Linked DNA regions of Sus scrofa: region 1 is linked to region 2. The links are chromatin contacts, called in public HiChIP or PLAC-seq maps. All regions are on one chromosome and are shown on one strand. Each heading gives the region's core, a stretch centred on a gene start, on an enhancer-like site or on the middle of the called end of the contact. The rest is flanking DNA. Distances are from core to core; before and after follow the strand shown.

Region 1 (5,544 bases), core at 1,767-4,266, 100 kb before region 2:
CCAAAGTAAATTCACTTCTCATAAAGGAAGAAGTTCAATGCAGATATTGCCTTCTTTAGAGCAGATACCCATAGACATTGCTTCTCATTTTAGGACAAGAATGAGAGAAACAAAGGCAAGCATGAGTTGCTCCATTAGGCCTTCCTTCCGATTCTGCCTGTGTGCGCTCTGTGAATTGTGGTTTCCTGTGCCAGTGACTCAAGTGCTCTTTCCCTGTGGTTTTCTTTGTAGTGGCCAGGACAGCGATGACGGGGAGGTGCTGCTTTATTACTGCTACTGTGACCTGGAGGATCCTGCCTGGATCTGTGCCTGGCAGACAGCTCTGTGTCAGCATCTGCACCTCACTGGCAAGGTAACACCTCCCACACCCCGTCCTTCATTGGCTCATCCTGCCTCCAATTTGGATTACAGAGGTTGGGCTTGTTACAAAAAAGATTGATTGTTGGGGTCTTGAAATTAGCGCAATCCTGCTAGGCATTTAAGTCTAATACTAATTAGCGATTAACATGGTGTTGTATAAGACTACTTAATGGCATAGACCAGAAATCAGCAAACTTTTTCCTTTTTTTAAAAATTTTTTATTTTTATTTTTATTTATTTTTTTTTTGTCTTTTTAGGGCTGCTCCCACAGCATATGGAGGTTCCCAGGCTAGGAATCAAATTGGAGCTGTAGCCGATGGCCTACACCATAGCCACAGAAATGCGGGGTCCAAGCCACAGCTGCAACCTACACACCACAGCTCACGGCAACGCTGGGTCCTTAACCCACTGAACAAGACCCCATGTCCTCATGGATATTAGTCGGGTTTGTTAACCACTGAGCCACGAAGGGAACTCCCAGAAAACTTTTTCTTAAAGACCCATATAATAAATACTTCAGGCTTCGCATAAAAACTACTCAACCTTGGCATCATGACAGGAAGACAACCATAGACAATATATAATAGAATGGGTATGACCATGTTCCAGTCAAACTGTATAAAAAAGGCATAATTTGCCAACCCCTTGCATGGGGAAATGTTCTTGATATATTGACTGGAAAAACATTTTATAGAACTATACATACAGATGTGATTTCAAGTTGCTTCTCAATTTTCCTAGAACATGGCAGATGTTATCATTTTGTGTTTTTTGACATTTGTTCTTTTTTTTTTCCCTCGTGAATATTTTTTTCCTAGTCTTTCCATGGCTGTCCAGTGCATTTAGAGTAAAACCCAGATCCTTAACGTTCCCTTAGGTTCCCGTGTGATTTGGCCCCTTTACCTTTTCCGCTTATCTGCTACCACTCTTTACTCATTACACTCCAGCAAAACATTCCTTCAATTTCTTGGGAGTCCACAAAGGTTTTTTTGTGCCTTTGGGCCTTTTTACAAGAAAATTTTCTTCAGTTAACTCCCCCACACCCACTTGATTCTTCCTAACTTTTACTCAATCTTCAGGTCTCAATTTTTTTTTTTTTTGTCTTTTTGCCTTTTCTAGAGCCGCTTCCTGCGGCATATGCAGGTTCCCAGGCTGGGGTCGAATTGGAGCTGTAGTCACCGGCCCACGCCAGAGCCACAGCAATGTGGGATCCAAAGCCGCGTCTGCAGCCTACACCACAGCTCACAGCAACACTGGATCCTTAACCCACTGAGCAAGGCCAGGGATCAAACCCGCAACCTCATGGTTCCTAGTTGGACTCGTTAACCACTGCGCCACGACGGGAACTCCTTCAGTTCTCAGTTTTAATGACACTTCTTCAAAGACATCTTTCCTGACCCGTAATCTAAATTCACTTTTCCAAATATACCCTTCCACTGCAGTTTAGTTATTTTTCATGTAACACTTGTCGGTTTGTGACTTTAATCTTATCTGTGACCTTCCTTAGTCTATAATCTCCAAAAGGGCAGAAGATATCCCCAATTCATAGCATGGTTCCTGGTGCATTATAAAAAAGATGAGTAAACACTTGTGGCATATATGCATTTATTATCATCTCTATTTAGAGAACACCTTAAAAGATGTATATTCTCGCAGTAGACTTAAGTTTACAAAATAGGAAATCAATCTCTTTCCTTGGTTTGGGGCAGGTTTTATTCCTGGCCCAGCCCAGGAGGTAAACTGGCAGTGAGGGCCTCTGCCACAAGGTGGCAGCACCTGCCTGGATCTTAGGTCTAAATTCTAAGCCTTTGGCAATACATGGCAAATTTTCAAGTTTTGTGTTGATGGGAGATTTGGCAGAACATCTGCATTTAGGTAGGGAAAGAGGAGAACTTCAAAACTCTGAAATTATGGAGATAAGCTTCTGATCCCTTTGCTATACATTTCTTACTGCCTCAAGAAATTTGAGAGGCCGCATTAGAAGTTTTGGAAAGGAAAAATTGCAAGATTTGGACCCAATAAGATCTGGTTTTGAATCCCAGATCTACCACCTGCGAACAATGTGCCCTTGGGCAAGGTACTTGATTTCTCTTAGCTTCTGTTTCCTTTTCTGTCAAATGGGAGTTATGATAGCTACTTTTCAGGGTTATAATATGAAGCTGCTGTCTCATATTAGGTGTTCAGTACCCTAACTATTGCACTTCATCTGAGGTAAAGGCCTTCCTCACCTAGCAGCTTAGAAGGTTTCAGTTGAAGAATCATTCAACAGAAATCGAAAGTCTAGTGCATGAATAACTGCTCTAACCCAGCTGTTTAGGGAGTGGGTGTACTTGTCATTTATTTAGGTTCTGTGATTAAAATAACATAGGGAAGACTCTTCTGGCCTACCCAAATGACAGTTACACAGAAGCATGTACCTCGTCATCATATTTGCCCCTGTCAGAGATAGTTTTAAGGTAGATTTCCTGACCCTTACACCAGTTCAGCTCTATTTTTTTATGTTGTCCCTTAAAAAAATGCAAGTCAGTAATAGGTATAGGAGCCTGTACAGCAGAGCTGGCAAATGCTTCCTCCTTTCCTCTCCCAGCCCAGAACAGGCTTCACTAGACCTCACTCCTCTCTCTCAGGGAGCCTGGAAGTGATTCAGATGCTCATCATGGATCTCTGGATAGCCGCTGCTAGTGAGCTGGCTCCACCTTGTGAAGTGAATCCTGTTTATGCCCGTGCCCTAAAGAGCTGAATCAAGTGAGGCAACAAATGAAGTATCTTTTCTAGGCCCTAATAAAAGGGGAGCCTTTGAAATTTTTCAAATTCTAATGCATTAATAGGTATCATTATTACATAATTGTACAATGTATAAATTGTTACAGTGTATAACAAAATAGCAACAACGTAGGACCTTAAAAATCACCTCTCTTTCTAGAGAATACCACGATGCCAGTATACACACAGTATTACGCTTTCTCGCTAGAGCTTTTTCTAGAACTCTCAGCTCCATCTAAAGAGGATCCATCTTTAAACTTATCCACAGGATTTTGTAGTACCAGAACAAGTAACACTGCAAGACCCCCAGACCCTTGCCTCTAAGGCAGAGGCCTTAACTCAGGCTCTATCATTCCCTAACCAGTAATGCATGTCAAAGAGAATAGGGTTTGAGAAGCCAAAAAGCCTCAGATTTGGATACACATTCATTTGTTCAGCAAATACATACTAAATGCATACTATGTGGCAGGTGCTACTCTAGGCACTGAATATGCAACAACAAAACAGACACACGCTCCTCCTGGAACTTGTGTTCCCGTGGGTGGGATGGCAATGGTGAGCTTTCCCTGAAACTGTGGAAGTGTGCTCAGGTGCATCCCCACCTCGCAGATATGCTCTGTTCTTTAGATCTTGAGGAAGAGCTCCTCGGTAGGTTTTTTTGGTTGTTGGTTCTTTTTTACTCTGTTTTATCAAGATGAGGAAATTGAGGTTCAGAGAAGAGAACTGATTTTCTTGGGGCCACTTGGCAAGTAAGTGGCAAAGCTGAATATAGATCCTAAATCTGCTGACCTGGATTTAGGTTAATCTTTGGCCACTGAACAGCTGGAGTGCCACGGCAAATGGGGCTTTCCAGTTGTTTGACTCATTTCCTTCTCTTGTTCAGCACATGTTAACCGAGTACCTTGTCGAACTGTGGGCAATGCCACTGTAGAAAATACAAGTATCTTTGTGTGGTAACACTTTGGTGTGCACAGCAGTGTCTCTGCTTTTCCTGTTAAAATCATCGACACACATGCACATGCCCTGGGAAGATTTGAACCAAGCTAAGAACAGCCTGCATTCCCTTTCTCTCACCTGTGTCTCAGGTTCGAATCGCTACGGAAGGAATCAATGGGACAGTTGGTGGAAGCAAACTGGCCACCAGACTCTATGTGGAAATCATGCTTTCCTGCCCGATGTTTAAGGATTATCTGTGTAAGGATGATTTTAAGGTAAGAGCAATTGAAAATAAAATGGATCAAGAGCCATATACCTCTACCTCAGTGCCTCTTCCCTCTCCAGGCTATGAAGAGGGTCACTGTAGAGAAGTAAGCAGAGCGGGTAGAATCCCCTTCCCCGCTAGGTTAGAGGCCGTGTGGTAGAAGGGGCATCTCTTTGCAGCTCCGCCATCCAGTTGCCACATGATCTTGGGCCTAGGTCTCCCTGTTTGTGGAGTGAGGATGTTACTCCTTACACACTCTAAACTCAGAAACTGAGCCATATTTGCTCACTTGAGAGACCACCTGGCTGTTTCAGAGGATCACTATGTGCTATTAAACCTGGTGGGATTAGATCAACATTTCATACCACATGGGGAATGAAGCTCTTGCTCTCACAGCAGAGCTGCTTTGTTGGGGTGACTTTGTGCTTAGTGTAACAGGTGATAGAGGTGTGGGAAATACCTTGCTAGTGCTACTGCTGGTGATACGAAAAAAAGGTTGTGGTTCCAGAACAAAAGCTGGCATGCAGTCTTACATGTTCGAATTGCTAAGTGGTCCTTCAGTTTTCTAGTTAAGTGCTCATTGCTATAGAAACACCTTTTCAATGTGACATTTCTGCACATAGGAATAAGTAAATACTGAATATAAGCATTACGTCTGTTTTGTAATAATAGGGTAGCTGAAGCATTAAGAAACCTCAAATTAGGAACAGTTGTTTCCATGGTAAAAGGGAGTTAGAGCTTAGAATGTTCCAGATAATTTAACTTAATAAGTATCTTACACCTGGAGATGGGAGAGAAAGAATGTATTCTGTTTTGTTTCTCATTGGCTAGACCAGCAAAGGAGGAGCTTGCTGTTTTCCAGAATTGCGTGTTGGTGTATTTGAAGAAATTGTGCCCATGGGGATCAGTCCCAAAAAGGTCTCCTATAAGAAGCCTGGTATGCTTGCTTTTAGAAGAAACACTTTGCTTTTCTTCCTAAGGACAAATCTTAATGTAGAGACGAATGTGAAAGCCAGACATTCTGATCGGGGAGAGCTGTGATGAATTGTCTCCTTAAAAGTGCTGTGAGGTGGCTGACACTTGGGTCATTCAGTGCTTAAACTGGTCCTTTGCTTCTCTGGTAATTGAAGACTTACTGCTTAGAATGACCTAGTTTAGTTATTCTTCTTGGTGATGGTTTGGCAAAAAGTTGGTTTCTCTTTCCAAAGACAGCAGTTTGG
Region 2 (5,390 bases), core at 523-3,022:
AGAAAAAATATATGATAGCAAGCAACGTAGAAACAAACACGAAACTTCAGGACGAGGGCACTATTGTCTGAGCAAGGGAAAGTTCTGGACAGCAGCAGACCAAAGAATAGGGGCTTTGGAGGGGGTACTCACGGATCCCCAAGAGCTGCCTGAGCAGCAGTAAGTATCTGGAAAGAGAGGAGAAAAGCTGGTGGAGATTCTGCCTGCCACATCTAGTAGCGTGTGACCTTGAGCAGGGGGCTCTGCGGTCCTTCATGGAGAACAAAATTGCTGTGACTGTTGGGTGAAAGGTAGGGATTCCGTCCCCCCCCACCCCCACCCCCGTGCCCCACTGAGGGCCCAGAACTTGGGTTAGGTCTGCTTTGGTAATCGGACAGGGAAAAGCTTAGGCCAAATCATCTCCAAGAGTCTGAGAGGGTGAAGGTCGAGGCCAGGAAAGATGGGTGTTGGAGGTGGGGGCACCTGTATGCTGGCAGTGTTCAGAGGCAGCATCACAGGTGCCCTACAGATGGGGAAACTGAGGCCAGGGAGCGAGTGGACTGGAGACTCTAGTCCTGCCCAGTTCATTGGATTTAAAGCTGTTTGATTCACAAATTTCTTTGCCAAGGTAATGGGTGCCACCCAACAGAGATACCCCTAATTGCTCTGGGGTTGAGCTTCCTGGGGGCGTACGGCCCAGGCTATTCGGAGGGTCCTGCCAGGTATTAGAATAAAACCTGAGTCAGAGGGACTGGCAAAGTCTCTGGTCTCCACAACCCCTCTAGCTGTGCTGGCAGCATCCCAGGCCTGGAGTGAGTGAACAGGTTGAGAGGGCGCTGGCGGTCAAGAGCGCGCCCTGCTGCCCCCACCGCCGGACGGGGCCGGGAGCTCCATCGCGGGAACCAAACCTCGCCCCTATAATTGGGGAAACGGAGACCCAGAGGAGGGCGGAGGCTTGTCAAGTCCACCCCGTGAGTTGGAGGCAGGGGACTCTTGCCTCCAAACTCTTCCCGGCTCCACCTCAGAGCGAAAGGCGTGTTACCGTGGCGCTTTAAACCTTGTGATCTCCCGCAGTTTGGGAAACTTTTTCCTGCCCGCAAATCGGCGCAGCCCGAACCGAGGTATCGGGTCCACCTGAGCGCGCACGCCCCACTCCCACCTCCGAAGCCTCCGCAGCTGGTGGGGAGGCCGCGCCTAGTTGCCGGACTCGGACTCGGCTGCACCTGTACCCAGCAAAGCGCCCGGGGCGCTAAGCACGCCGCGCCGGGGTCGAGCGCGCAGCGGGGGAGTTCGCTCGGCCAGGACCCCGGCCCTCGGCGCCGCTGCTCCAGGGCCCCCAGGTCCTTTTCCCGTTTCCAGACGCGACGCCAGGGACCAAAGAGAAGAGTGCCCTAGCTAGGGCCACGCGCTGAGAGGCACGGACGCAAACGCCTGGCTCCGGACCCCGAGACTCGGGCTCCCCAGCTCCGGAGGCAACCCGAAGCGGCGGCTATTTATAGAGGGAGCCACGCTCAGTCCCTCTTGGCGGCGGCGGCGACAGCTGAATATTTTGCCCAGATATGGCTGGGGGCCCGGCGCGGGGGCAGGGAGCCCCGCGAGTGCGAGGGGGACCCCTGGCCGGGTGGAAGGCTTACCCGGCTGTAGAGCCGCGGGGGCTGACGCGGGCGCAGGCGGCGGCGGGGCGAGCTCAGGCGGCCGGCGGACGGGCGCGGGCGGCGGGCGGGCGAGCGGAGCGCGGGGCTGGCTGGACAAGCTCCCGGGCGGCCGCGGGCGGACGGGCGCTGTGGGCTCCGGGGGTGGGAGCCAGGGGCGGGCCCGGCTTCGCACTGTCAACGCGCCCCGCCCCGCCCACCGCCCTCTCCCTCCTTACCTCTCCCTCCACTCGGGGGCGCCGCGGTGCAGCGACAAGTCCCGGCCAGGGCAGCGACACCCGCTGGGGGCAGCGCGGGGCAAGGGCTTGGCTTGACGTGGCTCTGTGGCCAAGCGGGTGCACGTTGTCTCCGGTCTGCGTCTCAGCTTCCCCATTTGTACCAGCCGAGAGTTATCTGGAAAAAGGTGGGGTGATTTTCATTCCTGCGGGGTCTCAGCTGTAAGAATCGGTAGGTTCTTGGATAGAGCAAAGCCAGCCAAGTGGCTGCTGCACCTTTACCTCTTTTGATTGAAGCAACGACCAGTCCCATCTTATTAGCAGCCCAGCTAGGTCTGGTTTGAGCATAAGTTTAGTCACGATCACTTTGTGAACGCGTAGTTCCAAGAGAGTCAAATGCATTCTATACTGGAAAAATGGAACATTCAAAATGATGACTCACCCCCCTCCACAAAACCCAACTTTTGTTTCTCCCAGTTTTATTGAGATATAATTGACATACAGCACTGTATGTTTAAGGTGTGCAGCATAATGATTTGACTTCTGTCCATCTTGAAATGATTATCACAAGTTTGGTGAACATCTATCATCTTAGACACAAAAAAAGATTTTTTTCTTGAGAACTCATAATTTTTTCTCGTAAAAACTTTCATTTATAACCCACAGCAGGGTTGATTATATTTATCATGTTGTGCATTTTATCCCTGGTACTTATCACTGGAAGTCTGTACCTTTTGATGCCTTCATCCAACCACCCCGCAAACAAAAATCTGATCTCTTTTTCTGTGTGTTTTTTTTTAAGTATAATTGACTTACAACAGTTGAGTTCCTTTTGCACAACAATGATTTGATATTTCTATACATTCCAAACTGATCACCATGATAAGTCTAGTTACAGTGTGTCACCATACAAGGATATTACATAGTTATTGACTGTATTCCCCACCCTTCATGCCCTTGCCTCATTCATTCTGCTACTTGAAGTGTGTACCTCTTAATCTCCCTCACTTATTTCTTTTCTCCTTCCACACTCCCCCCAACCCCACCTCTGGCAATCACCTATTTGTTTTCTTTAACTCTGTTCCTATTTTATATTAGTTCATTTGTTTTAATTTTTTAGGTTGCTCTTGCGATATTATACATTTGACTTTAACTTATTTCACGTAGCATAATACTCTGTAGGTCCACCCGTGTTGCCATAAATGGCAAGGTTTCATTCCTTTTTTATGGCTAATATTCCATTACATATTCTTTATATATGTATAACAAATAATATAGATACCTATTATGCATAAGAATATTCATATATATATATTTATACACACACCACATCTTCTTTATCCATTCATCATTGATGGGCATTCAGGTTGCTTCTATATCTTGGCTATTGTAAATAATGCTGCAATGAACGTAAGGGTACATACATCTTTTCCAATTAGTGTTTTTGTTTTCTTTGGACAAATACCCAGGAGTGGAATCGCTGGATCATATGGTAGTTCTTTTTTTATTTTTCTTGAGAAATCTGCATACTATTTTCCAAGGTAACTACACTAATTTATATTCCCACTAACAGTGCAGGAGTTCCTTTTTCTCCACATCCTCACCAGTACTTACTGCCTTTTTGATAACAGCCATCTGACAGATACTGAGGTGATAGTTCACTGTGGGTTTGATTTGCATTTCCTTGATGATTAGTGAGGTTGAGCATCTTTACATGGGCCTCTCGCTTATGTACATATATGTCTTCCTTGGGAAAATGTCTATTCAGATCTTTTGCCCTTTATTTATTTATTTATTTTTTTGGTCTCCTTGGGGCATATGGAGTTTCTGGGCCAATGGTCAAATCTGAGCCCTGAGCCATAGCCTGCATGGTAAAAGCAGGATCCTTAACTCACTGTGCCGTACTGGGGATCAAAACCAATCCCAGTGCTCCAGAGACCCAGCCGAACCTGTTGCACAACAGTGGGAACTTCAATCGGTTTTTTTAAAAATGGTGAGTTGTATGAATTCTTTATATACTTTGGATATTAACCTCTCACTGGATATATCATTTGCAAATATCTTCAGTAGGTGGGATTTAATTTTGTTGATAAATTTCCTTCACTGTGTAAGTGTTGATGTAGTCCCATTTGTTTTGCTGTTTCCAAAAGCACCACCTTTTAAAAAGGCTGATATGTTTTCCAGAACAAACCATTTAAACCCAAACAGAAACTTCAGGTGTTTTAATTTTTAAAAGGGCTCATAAGAAAACGGAACCCTCCTGCACTGTTGGTGGGAATGTAAACTAGTACAGCACTATGGAGAACAGTTTGGAGATACCTTAGAAATCTATACATAGAATTTCCATATGACCCCCCAATCCCACTCTTGGGCATATATCCGGACAAAACTCTACTTAAAAGAGACACATGCACCCGCATGTTCATTGCAGCTCTATTCACAATAGCCAAGACATGGAAACAACCCAAATGTCCATCAACAGATGATTGGATTCGGAAGATGTGGTATATATACACAATGGAATATTACTCAGCCATAAAAAAGAATGATATAATGCCATTTGCAGCAACATGGATAGAACTAGAGAATCTCATACTGAGTGCAAGAAATGAGCCAGAAAGACAAAGACAAATACCATATGATATCACTTATAACTGGAATCTAATATCCAGCACAAATGAACATCTCCACAGAAAAGAAAATCATGGACTTGGAGAAAAAACTTGTGGCTGCCTGATGGGAGAGGGAGGGAGTGGGAGGGATCAGGAGCTTGGGGTTATCAGATACAATTTAGAATAGATTTACAAGGAGATCCTGCTGAGTAGCATGGAGAACTATGCTTAGATACTCATGTTGCAACAGAACAAAGGGTAGGGGAAAAAATGTAAATGTAATGTATACATGTAAGGATAACTTGATCTCCTTGCTGTACAGTGGGAAAATAAAATAAAAAATAAATTTTTTTAAAAAGGGGGGCTCATAAAAAGGAATTTGTTGAGTTCCCATTGTGGCTCATTGGGTTAAGGACCTGACATTGTCTCTGTGAGGATACAGGTTAGATCCCTGGCCTCGCTCAGTGGGTTAAAGATCCGGCATTGCTGCAAGTTGTGGTACAGGTCACAGATATGGCTCAGATCCAATATTGCGGTGGCTGTGACATAGGCTGGCAACAGCAGGTCTGTTTCGACCTCTAGCCTGGGAACCCCCTAAAAAAAAAAAAAAAAAAAAAAAAAAGACAAAAAAATCTTGTTTCCATGAAAATGTATTCCTACAATACAAAGTCCTCGTGTTCTAAGAGAATTCTCTTCTCAAGGGGCACGGGCCATATATTTTAAAATAATCCAATGGTATAATATTTCAGATTTATAATTTTAAACCCTTTTGTTGTGGACTCAAACATTTATGAAAAGAGTATACGACATAAGTGAGCAGGTTTCAGAATTTTTATTTTGAGATTAGGAAACAACACTGCCAGCAGCCAACTTGTGCCTTTCTGGGTCACAACTCCCCCCTAAAAGTGACCACTTTCGTGACTCTTAGGGTA

What was found. HiChIP or PLAC-seq counts read pairs in DNA pulled down with a chosen protein or histone mark.
Region 1: an H3K27ac HiChIP or PLAC-seq map of skeletal muscle shows a contact between it and region 2. The contact joins the enhancer-like site here to the promoter of TMOD1 in region 2. A contact is called at or near these places in 5 of 5 promoter capture datasets (fetal liver, fetal skeletal muscle, liver and 1 more), 13 of 47 Hi-C or Micro-C datasets (embryonic fibroblasts, fetal heart ventricle, fetal liver and 6 more) and 2 of 2 datasets of contacts at active chromatin or transcription factors (alveolar macrophages and skeletal muscle).

Annotation. Positions count from the first base shown.
Region 1 is chr1:239,476,338-239,481,881 of Sscrofa11.1, reverse strand. TSTD2 (thiosulfate sulfurtransferase/rhodanese-like domain-containing protein 2) reads left to right here. Exons shown (of 10, transcript XM_005660262.3): 4 at 232-352; 5 at 4,209-4,334; 6 at 5,156-5,261. Among named protein-coding and RNA genes, the nearest start is that of NCBP1, 13 kb to the left of the region's middle. Within about 2 kb of position 3,016, at least 6 of the 83 cell types and tissues checked have an H3K27ac peak or open chromatin away from gene starts, as enhancers often do. A contact at or near this core is called in skeletal muscle, where this site is marked.
Region 2 is chr1:239,371,532-239,376,921 of Sscrofa11.1, reverse strand. TMOD1 (tropomodulin-1) reads right to left here and starts at 1,772. Exons shown (of 10, transcript XM_003353588.5): 1 at 1,614-1,772.